2 separate regions of the Bos taurus genome follow, and region 2 is linked to region 1. Evidence: chromatin contacts called from public Hi-C data. All regions are on one chromosome and are shown on one strand. Each heading gives the region's core, a stretch centred on a gene start, on an enhancer-like site or on the middle of the called end of the contact. The rest is flanking DNA. Distances are from core to core; before and after follow the strand shown. Region 1 holds the start of INHA (inhibin subunit alpha). Region 2 overlaps SLC4A3 (solute carrier family 4 member 3).

What was found. Hi-C and Micro-C count contacts between places; a contact is called where the count stands out from the background.
Region 2: a contact with region 1 is called in a Hi-C map of skeletal muscle, with 2.1 times the contacts expected there. The contact joins the enhancer-like site here to the promoter of INHA in region 1. A contact is called at or near these places in 2 of 11 Hi-C or Micro-C datasets (blastocyst and skeletal muscle).

What each region holds. Positions count from the first base shown.
Region 1 is chr2:107,498,182-107,504,990 of ARS-UCD2.0, forward strand. It overlaps INHA (inhibin subunit alpha), which reads left to right and starts at 3,648. Exons shown (of 2, transcript NM_174094.4): 1 at 3,648-3,924; 2 at 5,761-6,621. The coding sequence starts at 3,663. The coding sequence ends at 6,581. It overlaps OBSL1 (obscurin like cytoskeletal adaptor 1), which reads right to left and starts at 2,630. Exons shown (of 21, transcript NM_001075491.2): 1 at 1,619-2,630; 2 at 1-42. The coding sequence starts at 2,630.
Region 2 is chr2:107,559,552-107,566,360 of ARS-UCD2.0, forward strand. SLC4A3 (solute carrier family 4 member 3) reads left to right here. Exons shown (of 22, transcript NM_001191387.1): 18 at 345-511; 19 at 969-1,222; 20 at 1,565-1,734; 21 at 1,889-2,062; 22 at 3,192-3,516. The coding sequence ends at 3,269. Among named protein-coding and RNA genes, the nearest start is that of SLC4A3, 14 kb to the left of the region's middle. Within about 2 kb of position 4,175, at least 27 of the 102 cell types and tissues checked have an H3K27ac peak or open chromatin away from gene starts, as enhancers often do. A contact at or near this core is called in skeletal muscle, where this site is marked.

The sequences.
Region 1 (6,809 bases), core at 2,398-4,897:
CCTCCACGTCCTGCAGCGGCCTAGAGAAGCGGAGGCGGGGCTCTGTGGAGAAGAGAGAGACCAGAGAAGGCTCTGGAGAGGGCCCCGACCGGGAGAAAGACCCTCCTCTGTCACCCACTGCCTAAACCCATGGTAGCTCAGGCCATTTGCTCTTCTCCCAGAGCTAGTAGCGTTGTATACTCAGAGAAATCCTCAGAAGGGAAGTCAGATGACCCGAATTCTCGTTGACCCTAACACATCACCCTGATCAAGGCCATTTTCACGATGCTGGGCCGCAGTTTCTTTATTTGTAAAGCAGAGAAAGGGATAGAAGGGCTTGGGGCTGTTATCAGGGATTTTCAAAATGTTCTGTGGGGCCCCTCATGGGCACCACACACAATTCTGTAAGGGTTTGAGTTGAACTTCATTTTGAAAGTACTTCAACCACTTTTAAAACTGAATTTTACAAAAAGAAAGCATGATGACAGAAACGGCCAGTGGGGTCACTTGGGCTGCTAGGGGAACGGCCGCCTTGTCACTTGGCTCTGGGAATCTCGGCCTTCGTCCTGGACTTTTCTGTCCTCAGGGGGTGAGAGTTCAGCTCCGCCTGGCTGGTTTGTGCACATCAAACTGTACCCAAGAGGCCACCAGCCGTGGTACAGGTGCCACATGCTTGACTGCGTGCCAGGACAGACTCGGGAGATTTGCCAACTATTTTTCTCTGAGGGAAAGAGTTGGGTAATAACTAGTGAAGGTATTATGCCGTGAGTTGCGATGAACTCCTATTATGGGCAGCTTTAACTTCCAATGTGAATTTGGCGTGTTTTTCACCCCTGACTTTTCTAGTTATGAGCAATGTAGTGTTTATTAAATACCATTGGGGGCTCAACTTTGAAATATAAATTTCCTCTCCTTCACTTTCTTCTTCTTGCAAACCCGGAGAGCAGTCTAATGACAGAATAGTCAAAAATTGGGGGGCATTTTTTTTGCCCTCAAGTTTTCTCCCTTTGGTGTGAATCGGGAGTTTGTCAGTGTGACACCTGAAGCTACGCTTTCCCCATGGGGCTCAAAAGCTAGACCCAGTTATGAATGGTTAAAATGTGTGTGCTTAATAAGACAGATCCCTTGTTCTCATTGACTGACTTCATAAATATATGTTACAAATTTGGATTTAGAAATTTACACCCATAAAATGATTCTTTTATATAATACACTGGGGCCCCAATGGGGTTTCCACTGGGGAATGGGTGGTGAGATAACAAAACCCCATTGGGGAATGGGTGGTGAGAGAACAAAGAGGCTGAAAAACACTGAACTACAAGAGTTGTAGGTCCCTTTGGGTCATTCAGTCATTCCTTAAAGGCCTTTATGGAAGAGTGGTTTTCCACCATCTGCCTCAGAATCATTTGGAGAGCTTGCTAAGAAGTTCCTGGAGCATACCTTGGAGACGTACTAAACGCGAATCCCTGGGGGATGGGAGGGAGGGAGGTGGGAAATGGCATTTTAATATTCAGCCTCCCTTACTCCTCGCTGTCTTCTAGGCACTGAGTGGGGCTGGAGTTAGTGGGGTCAGGGAGGGCGCTGGAGGCCCCTCGCCCCGGCCGCCCCTGGCCCCGGCCGCCCGGGGGCGCCGTGGTACCTTTCACGTGCAGCTGCACCGCACTGAGCGTCTGGCCCGCCGAATTGCGCGCGGCGCACACGTAGAGCCCACGGTCCTTGGCCTGGCAGTACAGCACCTTGAGCACAAAGCCGCCGTCTCGGTCGCGGTACATGAGGCGGCGGCGATCGGGGAGCAGCGGGCGGCCCTCCCAGTGCCATTCAATTTCTGGCTCCGGCTTGCCCATCACGTAGCAGCGGAACTTTGCGTGCTTGCCCTCGTTCACCCAGAAGGTCTTGGGCGCGCACTTAAGCGGCTCCACCACGGGCGTGGGGGCCTCGTCGGGGTCCTCGGGCGGGCTCTCGGGGGTCTGCTGCACCTGCAGCAGCGCCCCGGCCCGCGCGTGGCCGTGGGCATTGCGGGCGTGGCACACGTAGACGCCCGAGTCGGGCAGCCGAGCCGCCAGGATGCGAAGCGCCAGGCTCGCGCCCGCGCCCGCGCCCGCGCGGCCCGGCTCGAGGGAGAAGTGGCTGCTGTCCCACACTTCGTCCAGCGCCATCCCATCCTTCTCCCAGTAGAGCGTGGGCGCGGGGAGGCCCCCCACCTGGCACTCCAGCACCACCTCCGCCCCCCGCAGCACCCACTGGGACCGGGGCCCCGTCAGGAACACCGGGGCGCCCTCTCCGGCTCCGGGCGGCGGCAGCGGGCGCTCGGCGAGCTGGGGCTCGGGCTCGTGGGCCGGCGGCTCCAGCACGGTGACGGCAGCTGCCGCGTAGGCCTCTCCGGCCGAGTTGCGGGCGCGGCACACGTAGACCCCAGCGTCGGTGGGCAGCGCCCCGCTCAGCAGCAGGCAGTGCTCGGCGCCGTCCACCGGGAAGCTCAGGCGATCGGAGGCCGCCAGCTGCTGCCCGCCCTTCTCCCACACGACAGTGGGCGGCGGCTCCCCCAGCACCACGCACTTGAGCTCGGCCTCCGCGCCACTTACCACCCGCACGGGCCGCGGGAAGCGCAGGAAGCACGGGGGGCTCCCCTGATCCCCCGAGCCCGCCTTCATCGTGGCGGCGCAAGGGCAGGCCGGGAGCGGCGGCGGGAGCCCGGGAGGCGGGGCGCGTCCGGGGACTGGGCTCCGGGACCCGCGGGGCTCTCTGCTGTCCGCCCGCTCCCGGCTCGCCTCCTTACCCTCCGCCCGGAGCTGCTGCTCTGCGGCTGCGGCGGCGATTCCCGGGCCGGGGGCCCAGGGCTCAGGGGGGAGTCCTTCCTGTTTGCCTCTCCAGCAAGGGGCCCCGCAGCCTCCCCTGCCTGCGGCCTGGCTTCCTGCTCCGGAGAGCCGGCCTTCCCAGCCCCCTCCCACAGCCAGGGCCTCTTTCCCCTCCTCCCTCCCACCTCCAGCCGCCAGGTCCCCAGCAGTCCGCCAGAATCGGGCCTGAGTGACAGAGAAGCCTGCAGCTGCCAATCCCAAAAATATTCTCTGATGACACAGCTGGAGAACAAGAGCCCAGACCAGCTCCTCCAGGCTAAGTTTAGAGCAGGCGGGACCCCTGCCCCCCGCCCTAACCCCAGTTCTAGCCCCCGCCCCGGCCCTTCCCCCTAGGACTGGCCCAGCAGCTGCTGGGTTGAAAAGGGCCCCAGGAGGTTCGAGGGGCTGGCTTGCTCTGTCTCCCTGACAAATAACGCTTTTTAGACCTGGCAGACCCCCAGTTAACAGGCTCCTGTCCCATCTGGTGTCACCTCTGTGCTGGGTTGTGACACTGTGTGACTCTGTGTGTGTGGAGAGCGAGGGTTTGTATGTGTGGTTTAGGTCACTTGGGGTGAAAGCCCTCTCCAGCCCCTCCCCCACATTCCTGGCGGGAGTGGGAGATAAGGCTCAGGGCCACAGACATCTGCGTCAGAGATAGGAGGTCTCAATGCCATGGGCAGGGGCAACTCGACTGCGGGGCGTGGGAAGGGCTGGGGAAGACTGGGGTGAGAAGGGTAGAAGAGGGCGGTGGTGGGATGGGGAGGGTGGAGTGGGGAGGCCCTGGGCAGACCCTGGCAGAAGGGGCACAGGGCAGGGTGTGGGTTCCCAGTGGGCAGGGCCAGGGGAGCTATGTGGCTTCAGCTGCTCCTCTTGCTGCTGGCCCCTCAGGGCGGGCATGGCTGTCATGGGCTGGAGCTGGACCGGGAACTTGTCCTGGCCAAGGTGAGGGCCCTGTTTCTGGATGCCTTGGGGCCCCCACCGGTGACTGGGGAAGGTGGAGATCCTGGAGTCAGGCGTCTGCACCGGAGGCATGCCGTGGGGGGCTTCATGCGCAGGGGCTCTGAGCCCGAGGACCAAGATGTCTCCCAGGCCATCCTTTTTCCGGCTGCAGGTAATGAGGGTGGGGTACTGGCACCTTGACTCTGACAAAGAGTGTGGTGTAGCCTGGGTTCGGGAGCTAGGCAGGTTGGGTTGAATCCCAGACCTGACACTCAGCTGACTTTGCAATAATGGACCAGTTACTAAACCTTCCTGAGCCTCTTGTCTCCTCATCTGTGAAAAGTGCCATAACGCCTACATTTCAGGATCGAGTGAGATGGTATATCCAGAGTGCCCGGTTCATAGGAGCCATTTGCGAGATAGTCGTCTGGGAGGCCGAGGGTGTCTAGGGACAGAGAGATCCGGGCGTGTGCCCCTTCCTGCCATCTTTCCTCCTACCTTTGCTTTTGCACCCTGCTCCAAACATTGTTTCTTTAGCCTCAGACAGCTGAGACTTGAGAAGATATCAGGGATGCGGGAGAACAGTTAGTTGGGAAATTAACCTACCTTCCCTTGAATTCTCTTCTCATCTCCCCAGTCAGTTGCACTGACTCAGTGAGTAAAGCCCTCCACTGGCTGGACCTTTTTGTAACCTGGCTCACTTTTCTCTCAGAGAGGATGCTCTGCCTCCCTGTGCTTCGGGCCCCAGGCAGCACAGTGAATGTGGCTTTAGGATCAGGCAGAATCCCAGCCTGGGCACTTAGTTTAAGGGCTTTTCATCTGGCTCAGATGGTTAAACATTTGTCTGCAATGTGGGAGACCCAGGTTCAATCCCTGGGTTGGGAAGGTCCCCTGCAGAAGGGAATGGCAACCCACTCCAGTATTCTTGCCTGGAGAATCCCATGGACAGAAGAGGCTGGTAGATGGGGTCACAAAGAGTCAGACATGACTGAGCGACTAACACTTCTCATCTGCAAAATGGGTCAGTTGTTGTGAGGTTTATAGTGAGATGTTCCACATAACAGTACAGCCCCAATTGCTAGTTCTTTAACTCCTGCTGGTTCGTGACTGTTTGATGCAGTCTATATACTTGTCAGGGTAAGTATGCCAACTGCATTTTCTTAGAAAGCACTGTCCTTGATTCTGAGCTGAATCCTTTCTCCTCTGCCCCATCCCCTTCCTCCTCCTTCTTGGTGTTAACCTTTATAGAGTGGAATTATTTTAAAGGGTTTCTCATGCAGTATTTCTGACATGAGTAATATAACAAATGCCTGTGTACATAGCATTCAAGGTACCATTTCATAGTATCAGGTAAAAATTTAAATAGAAACTAACAAGTCTAAGCAATGGTGAAGGGAGAGAGTGCAGGGCATCTTACACATCACTGATGGGAATATTAATTGGTAAAACCACTTCAGAGAGAAGTTGGCAGTGGCTGGCATTTTTGAAGTCTTTTAATGCTGAAGTAACACATGGGGATTTTCCTAAAGGAAATCAGTCCTGAATATTCATTGGAAGGACTGATGCTGAAGCTGAAATTCCAATACTTTGGCTACCTGATGCGAAGAACTGATTCATTTGAAAAGACCCTGATGCTGGGAAAGATTGAAGGCGGGAGGAGAAGGGGACGACAGAGGATGAGATGGTTGGATGGTATCACCGATCCAATGGACATGAATTTGAGTAAACTCCAGAAATTGGTGATGGACAGGGAGGCCTAGTGTGCTGCAGTCCACGGGGCCGCAGAGTCGGACACGACTGAGCGACTGAACTGAAGGGAACTGAACACGTGGGGGGGGGGGCCTCTGTTAGTTCCCTGAAGATTGGGGAGGGTCCTGGCCTCTGGCAGAGTACTTCACGTGGCGCCTGGCAGGCTTGTGAGTGGCAGCCAGATCCCTCCTGCTGAGGGGGAGGGGTCCCAGGTTTTGCCGATGGGGGCTGCCCTTTCCCTTCCCTCTGCCCCCTGCAGGTGCCAGCTGCGGGGATGAGCCAGATGCTGGAGAGGCTGAGGAGGGCCTCTTCACGTATGTGTTCCAGCCATCCCAGCACACACGCAGCCGCCAGGTGACTTCGGCCCAGCTGTGGTTCCACACAGGACTGGACAGACAGGAGACCGCTGCCGCCAACAGCTCTGAGCCCCTGCTTGGCCTGCTGGTACTGACATCCGGGGGTCCCATGCCTGTGCCCATGTCGCTGGGCCAGGCCCCCCCTCGCTGGGCTGTCCTGCACCTGGCCACCTCCGCCTTCCCTCTGCTGACCCATCCTGTCCTGGCGCTCCTGCTGCGTTGTCCTCTCTGTTCCTGCTCCACTCGGCCCGAAGCCACCCCCTTCCTGGTGGCCCACACACGGGCCAAGCCGCCCAGTGGAGGGGAGAGGGCCCGGCGCTCCACGCCCCCACTGCCCTGGCCTTGGTCTCCCGCTGCGCTGCGCCTGCTGCAGAGGCCTCCAGAGGAGCCCGCCGCCCATGCCGACTGCCACAGAGCCGCCCTCAATATCTCCTTCCAGGAGCTGGGCTGGGACCGGTGGATAGTGCACCCTCCCAGTTTCATCTTCTACTACTGTCATGGGGGGTGTGGGCTGTCCCCCCCACAGGACCTGCCCCTGCCGGTCCCCGGGGTGCCTCCTACCCCTGTCCAGCCCCTCTCTCTGGTCCCAGGGGCCCAGCCCTGTTGCGCTGCCCTCCCGGGAACCATGAGGCCCCTACACGTCCGCACCACCTCGGATGGAGGTTACTCTTTTAAGTATGAGATGGTGCCCAACCTTCTCACCCAGCACTGTGCTTGCATCTAAGGGAATCCCGCTGTGACAATAAATGACATAGTGCATATGACTTGGTGTGTCTTCTCAGGCTTCTCTGATAAGTGTTTTTGTCGGGGTGAAGTGTAGGCCCTGGGAGCATGGGATTGTGGGGTCTCAGGTCACTCAGCCTCACTTGATCCAGGAGATGGGGGTTTGCCAGCAGTAATTGGATGTGTATCTGGTGGGAAGATACCATGCTTGGGGAGGACAAATAGGTGC
Region 2 (6,809 bases), core at 2,925-5,424, 62 kb after region 1:
AGAAGCAGCTGCAGAGGACAGCAGGGGGTCTGGGGCTGTGTGTGACCCTAGTCAAGACTCTTGGGAGAGCCGGTGTGGGACTGGGGGCAGAAAGACAGATGCCCCCAGAGCAGGTCTCCTGACAGCTCCTCTGGGGCTCAGGGAGAAGGTGGATCATTTCCTCATTCACTGCCAGACCCTTGGAGGGACAATGACTTTGGAGGATTACAGAACTAATTTTCCCCAAAGCTGTTCACACCCCAATTCCCTGGAGCCCTGGTGCTGGGGACACAGAGCCGGGCAGGAACAGCTGCTATGTGGAGTCACTGGCGTCCCTGAACCCGATCTTCCTTCTGGCCGTGCAGAAGCTGACGGTGCCCACGGGGCTCTCGGTGACCTCCCCCAGCAAGCGCACGTGGTTCATCCCGCCCCTGGGCAGTGCGCGTCCGTTCCCGCCCTGGATGATGGTGGCGGCCGCCGTGCCCGCGCTCCTGGTCCTCATCCTGATCTTCATGGAGACACAGATCACCGCGTGAGGGGACTGGGCGGGCCCCGGGCGGAGGAGGTGGGAGAGGAGTGGGGTTGGGGGACTGGCAGCCCCTGGGGGACGGTCCCTGGACCTGGGCACGGTGTCCCCGTGGTGCTCTGAGAGGGTATCTGTCGCCACCACCGCTTGCAGGGTGGCACTTGACAGTCCTCAGAACACCCTGGCAGCAGCATGCTCTCTCAGTCTGTGATCCTCACATGTGTCTCATTTTGGTTAAACCACAATGACGTGGTGAGAGTTGGCATCTGGCTTTTGTGGTATTTGAGTATCCACAGTATTGGGAATTTGCCTCAAACTTGCTTAAATGTGAGAACTTCAGTTTGAGAGCTTGGAAGAGAAAGCTGGCAGGTCCTGGCGGACAGCCTCTGCTCTGCATGTCCTCCGCCCACTTCTGGTCCCTGCTGGGTGTGCCCACCCACCCCTCACCCCTGCTCTCCCCCAGGCTCATCGTTAGCCAGAAGGCACGGAGGCTGCTCAAAGGCTCTGGCTTCCACCTGGACCTGCTTCTGATCGGCTCCCTGGGTGGGCTCTGTGGCTTGTTTGGGTTGCCCTGGCTCACAGCTGCCACCGTCCGCTCCGTGACCCACGTGAATGCGCTGACTGTTATGCGCACTGCCATTGCGCCCGGCGACAAGCCCCAGATCCAGGAAGTGCGGGAGCAGCGGGTCACTGGAGTGCTCATCGCCAGCCTTGTAGGTGAGAGCTCCCACCTTGTAAAGCTCCGGTCCCCACCCCACAGACTTGCCTTCTGGAACCTGAAATCCTTTCTCCATCCCCGACTTGACCCAGATCTCTTCTGAGTTTCCAAACGCATCATAAATAGCCCTGGCTCTGACCCCATACCTGTTCCTTGACACTCCACGTGCTTTTTGCCTTGGTTCTCTGTCCTTGGTTCTCTGTCCGGCTCCATCTTCTCTAGATCTCAGTGACTGCACAGGCTCATCTGTCTCTGAAGGCGCTGTTGGAGGGGTCCTGTGGGTGTCTGTCTCCTCCTCCAGGCTTGTCCATCATCATGGAGGTGTCTATCTCCTCCTCCAGGCCTGTCCATCGTCATGGGGGCTGTGCTACGTCGGATCCCACTGGCCGTGCTCTTTGGGATTTTCCTGTACATGGGGGTCACATCGCTGTCTGGTATCCAGCTGTCCCAGCGTCTATTGCTCATCCTCATGCCGGCAAAACACCATCCTGAACAGCCCTACGTGACCAAGGTAGGGCTGGGAAGCATGGAGATGGGGAGATGGGGTGATGGGGGGACTCCGAGGGACCCCAGCACTGGAGATGGACTTGATGACTGGAGGATAAGTTGGGACCTGCGGAGCTGAGTCCCTAAGGATGTGGTGAGACCCGACACCTGTTCCCCAGGTGAAGACCTGGCGGATGCACCTCTTTACGTGCATTCAGCTGGGCTGCATCGCACTGCTCTGGGTGGTCAAGTCCACGGCGGCCTCACTCGCCTTTCCCTTCGTGCTGCTGCTCACAGTGCCTCTGAGGCGTTGCCTTCTGCCCCGGCTCTTCCAGGACAGGGAGCTGCAGGCGGTAAGGGATGGTGCTTGGGTCTGTCTTAGGGGGCCTGGGTCCTGGATTCAGGGAGGCCTGGCTCCCAGTCTCTTCTGTTGTGTGACTGATCTTCTGAAATCTCAGTGGGGCTCCTGGGTTTCTGGTAGCTCAGCTGGTAAAGAATCTGCCTGCAATGCAGGAGACCCCTGTTGGATTCCTGGGTTGGGAAGGTCCCCTGGAGAAGGGATAGGCTACCCACTCCAGTATTCTTGGGCTTCCCAGGTGGCTCAGTTGGTTAAAAATCCACCTGCAATGCGGGAGACCTGGGTTCGATCCCTGGGCTGGGAAGATCCCCTGGAGGAGGGCATGGCAACCCATTCCCGTATTCTTGCCTGAGAATCCCCATGGACAGAGAAGCCTGGCAGGCTATAGTCCATGGAGTTGGAAAAAGTTGGACACGACTGAGTGACTAAGCACAGCACAATGGGGCTACTAATTGATTCTCCCGTATGAAATTGTGATGATTAAACACGAGTCCAGGTAAAGCAATGAGAAGGGTGGTTTGGTGTGAAGGAAGCAGAGGCTGTTGGAGACAGTTGTGAACAAAACACACAGCTAAGGGACGGGTGGGGTGGGTGGCGTTGAAATGCATCCTGAGCCCTGCTTCGGTCAGCTGGAGCAGGAGGCCTCACTCCCCAGGATCTAATGCCTGATGATCTGACGTGGAGCTGATGTAATAATAATAATAGAAATACTGTGCACAATACATGCAATGTGCTTGAATCACCCCGAAACCATCTCTACCCACCACCCCCATCCTTTCTGTGGAAAACCTGTCTTCTGTGAAACTGGCCCAGGCTGGGATCCTCTGAGCTAGAGGAAGGGACATCTTTTTGAAAACTGTCCATTCACACATGGTGTACAAAGGCACCCCAGGAGCTCGGAGCACCAAGAAAGTTTTTCAGTGTGGTGGCTCCTATCATCATCATTAGGAGGCGTCACTAGAGGGTGACCTGAAGCTTTTGGCCAGAGGGAGGTGCTTCAGCCTGGGGCCATGGTCCCTAAAGGTCTGGGGCAGTGAGGGCTGCCATCCAGAGGAGGAGCTGATGAATGGGAGGCGGCAAGCCCACTTCCCCTGCCTTTCCCAACTTTCTACTCCCTTCTACAGCTGGACTCTGAAGATGCTGAACCAAACTTTGATGAAGATGGCCAGGACGAGTACAACGAACTTCATATGCCCGTGTGATCCTCCACCACGGCGCCGCTGGGAGACCCTGACACCTTAGTGATCAACACCTGGGCCCCAGTCAGAGCCCAACCCCAGGGCCAGCTGGCTGCTCATGACCCAGAGACGTGCCTGGAACCACTACCGTTGCCTCGACCAGAAGGACCCCCTGACTCTACCCTTGGCGCTGACCTCGTCTCACCCAGGTCCTTTCACAGACCAGACCGGCACAGGCTTTGAGCTCATTATAACCACACTCCTTGTCTTGTGTCTGCTTCACTTTCTTGTTCCCTCTCTGGTTTCTCGGGTCATGCTTACCATCTGGAATTGGAAGAATTCTGTTTTCAGGGTCATCAAAATCAGGGAGAGTTTTGAGGCAAGGACAGAATTCTTGGGGGAAATGGAGAGAATGGAGACCATAGAAGGTCAGAGATGGGCCTTATCACCCACCCCCAACCCCACCCCCTACTCCTCTGAAGTACAGTTCAGCTGCTGGAGGCTCAAGGTCTGGCTTAAGGTCATTTGCCATTAATGCAGCCCCAGTTTAGAAGGGGAGGGAGGGAGAGGGGAGAGAGAGCAGGTTGCTCTGCTTTAGCCTCTAGGGAAACCAGAGCGTCCCAATGACTGTGGAGCTACTGAGGGGAATGGAAAATGTTTTTCTTTTCGTCATCCTTGACATTCCGAAGAGCAGGGACAGTAGCTGCCCAGTCCCCTAGACGCCAGGGTGGAGCTGGATTTGGGGTCCCTGGACCATTTTAGATTCTCCAGGCTTAAAGGAGAGGCAATTCTGGGACTCCTGAGGCCACTCCTTGTGCAACAGTCTTTGTTAGGCCAGAAATAACCTGGGAGGCCTTGAGGAGGGTGCAAACTGGGAGCCCGTTGCGTCACAGTTACTAGGCAACCAGCAGCGTGCTTTAGCCGTTAGTCCCTGTGTTGCCCTCTGGTGGCCGCTCTCTTACACTGCAGGCCCTGTCCGGTCTGCGCCCGGGAAGCACTGCCACCTGGTGGACCCGCTGTGGTCAAAGATCCCGTTCAAGTACATTTAGTTCCTCCTAGGGAAACAACCGGAGAAGGCAATGGCACCCCACTCCAGTACTCTTGCCTGGAAAATCCCATGGACGGAGGAGCCTGGTGCGCTGCAGTCCATGGGGTCGCTAGGAGTCAGACACGACTGAGCGACTTCACTTTCACTTTTCACTTTCATGCACTGGAGAAGGAAATGGCAACCCACTCCAGTGTTCTTGTCTGCAGAATCCCAGGGACGGGGGAGCCGGTGGGCTGCCATCTATGGGGTCGCACAGAGTCGGACACGACTGAAGCAACTTAGCAGCAGCAGCAGCAGCAGCAGGGAAGCAACTCCTAGGCCTTCCCTGGTGGCTCAGTTGGTAAAGAACCCAATTGCAATGCAGGAGACCTGGCTTTGATTCCTGGGTGGGGAACATCCCCTGGAGGAGGGCAGAGCAACCCACTCCAGTATTCTTGCTTGGAGAATCCCCATGGACAGAGGAGCCTGGCGAGCTGTTGTCCATGGGGTCGCAGAGTTGGACACGACTAAGCAACTAAGCATAACATAGGGAGACAAGAGGGTGGGGCAAAGAGGTGTCATGGACTCCCGTGAACACCCGAACTGGGATGCCTCGACCCTACGTTAACGACTTCCTCTGGGGCTGGCCCAACTTCTTCCTTCTTCTTTCCCCATTTTCCTCCCAGATGTTCAGGCCAACAGCTTAGAGCCCTGAAATTTGGAGAGGGCATAGAGAGCTGTGAGACTGTTCTGTTCATAAGGAAGAGAGACGCCAGGTGTCCCTCCAGCTGTCCTCGGTTGTCATTCAGACTTAAGTATTAATGTTTCAGTCCAGTCGGCTGCTTGAGTCTCTGGCGCCATGAAGGCCTCCAATTGCATCTGCCCTCCGTGAAGACAAAATTCCTTTTCCCTTAGATGGGCCAAGGGCAGGTGGAATTGCTGAGGAACTTCGCCAAGGAGCAAAGTGAAGGTCAAATATAAACTGGGACAGAGGCATGCAAAGCCGATACAAAATGCGGAGATGGCAGAGGCCACACGTAGATATAGCCTTGGCAGAGATGCTTTGCACGCAGGACCCTGTTCCTTTCCTGAGCTCTAAATCAGGTCGCCTGGTCCCATCTTCTGGGCCTTGGGGCAGCTTCCCTGTTGGGTCTTGGGGATGCTAAGACGCCCACGGGAAGGAACCAACTTCTATCAGAACACCTGAGAGGAAGTAGTGACCTGGGACCTGAAATCTCGGCTCTTCATTGGACAGAGTTTGTGTCAGTCATCTCTGCCTGGCGAGTAACTGAGAACTGTGGGCGTTGCTCAACTGGAAAACTGAGAAACTAGGGGGCGGGGCCTTTGGAAACTGAATGAGTCTTCAGTTCAGTTCAGTTGCTCAGTTGTGTCCGACTCTTTGCGACCCCATGAATCGCAGCACGCCAGGCCTCCCTGTCCATCACCAAGGGTCAGGTGGCCTCCAGTATAACTAGGCCCTCGAGGCCTCAGTCAGAACAATGTGGATGATGATTTAGCTGCTAATTCGTGTCCGCCTCTTGCGACTCCACGGTCTGTAGCTCGCTAGGGTCCTCTGTCCATGAGATTTCCCAGGCAAGAACGCGGGCGTGGGTTACCATTTCTTTTTCCAGGGGATCTTCCCAACCCAGGGATCAAACCCGGTGTCTCCTGAATCCTAGGCTGAATCTTTACCAACTGAGCCACCAAGGAAATTAGGTGAACAAATTTCAGTGAAAGATTGAGCGAATTATAACCTCTGGATATGGACATCCCTTCCCAATCCCCTCCATGGGAAAGGACACGAATAATGCCTAAGAGCTTGGAGCCTTAGAGATCATCACCTTTACCCTCCCCTTCCCCTACCCCTACCCCAGAGGGAAGACGACTGTAGGGAAGGAAGTGCAAGGCCAGAATTGGCCAACATAAGCGCTGAACTGGGCCTGCGTTGGGGGGAATTCTTTCTCACCCAGGATGGGGGTCTTTGGAGGTGCTGAGACCACTTAGGGGGCTGAGCAGCTCACAGGTTTGCCAGGGATGGGTCCCTTGAGGGACGGCCGAGGACAGAGGGAGAGTGGGTGCCAGGGTAAGACAAGGGGAATGGGACAGTGACAAACACACAGAAAGACTCGTGGCCTGGCCTTTCAGAGATCATTCAGAGATCTTTGCGTTTGGAGACATTTGGAGTGTGTCCTGAGGCCTTGGCGGCATCTGTGTTTTCTCTGACTTTCTCTTTACTGACCCTTCAACTTTATCCCCCTGAGGTCTGCAGCTTGACTGAGGCTGCCTTCTTCCAAGGGTGGAGGGGAGCCAAGGGAGAGGAGCCCATGAGGTCCTGGTGGTGCAGCTCTTTGGGATAAGGGCAGGTAGAGGCCATACTTCTGAGTGACGGGCTCCACCACCTCCTGCTTTACAATGGAAACAGCTTGGCAAGTGGGCACATCTGGGATGGCCCAGGACCCTTCCAATAAGGAGGAGAGTGGGCTCATTGCCATCTTAGCCCTTCCCCTTGCAGCTCTCTGAGCAGGGATATGGCCGCA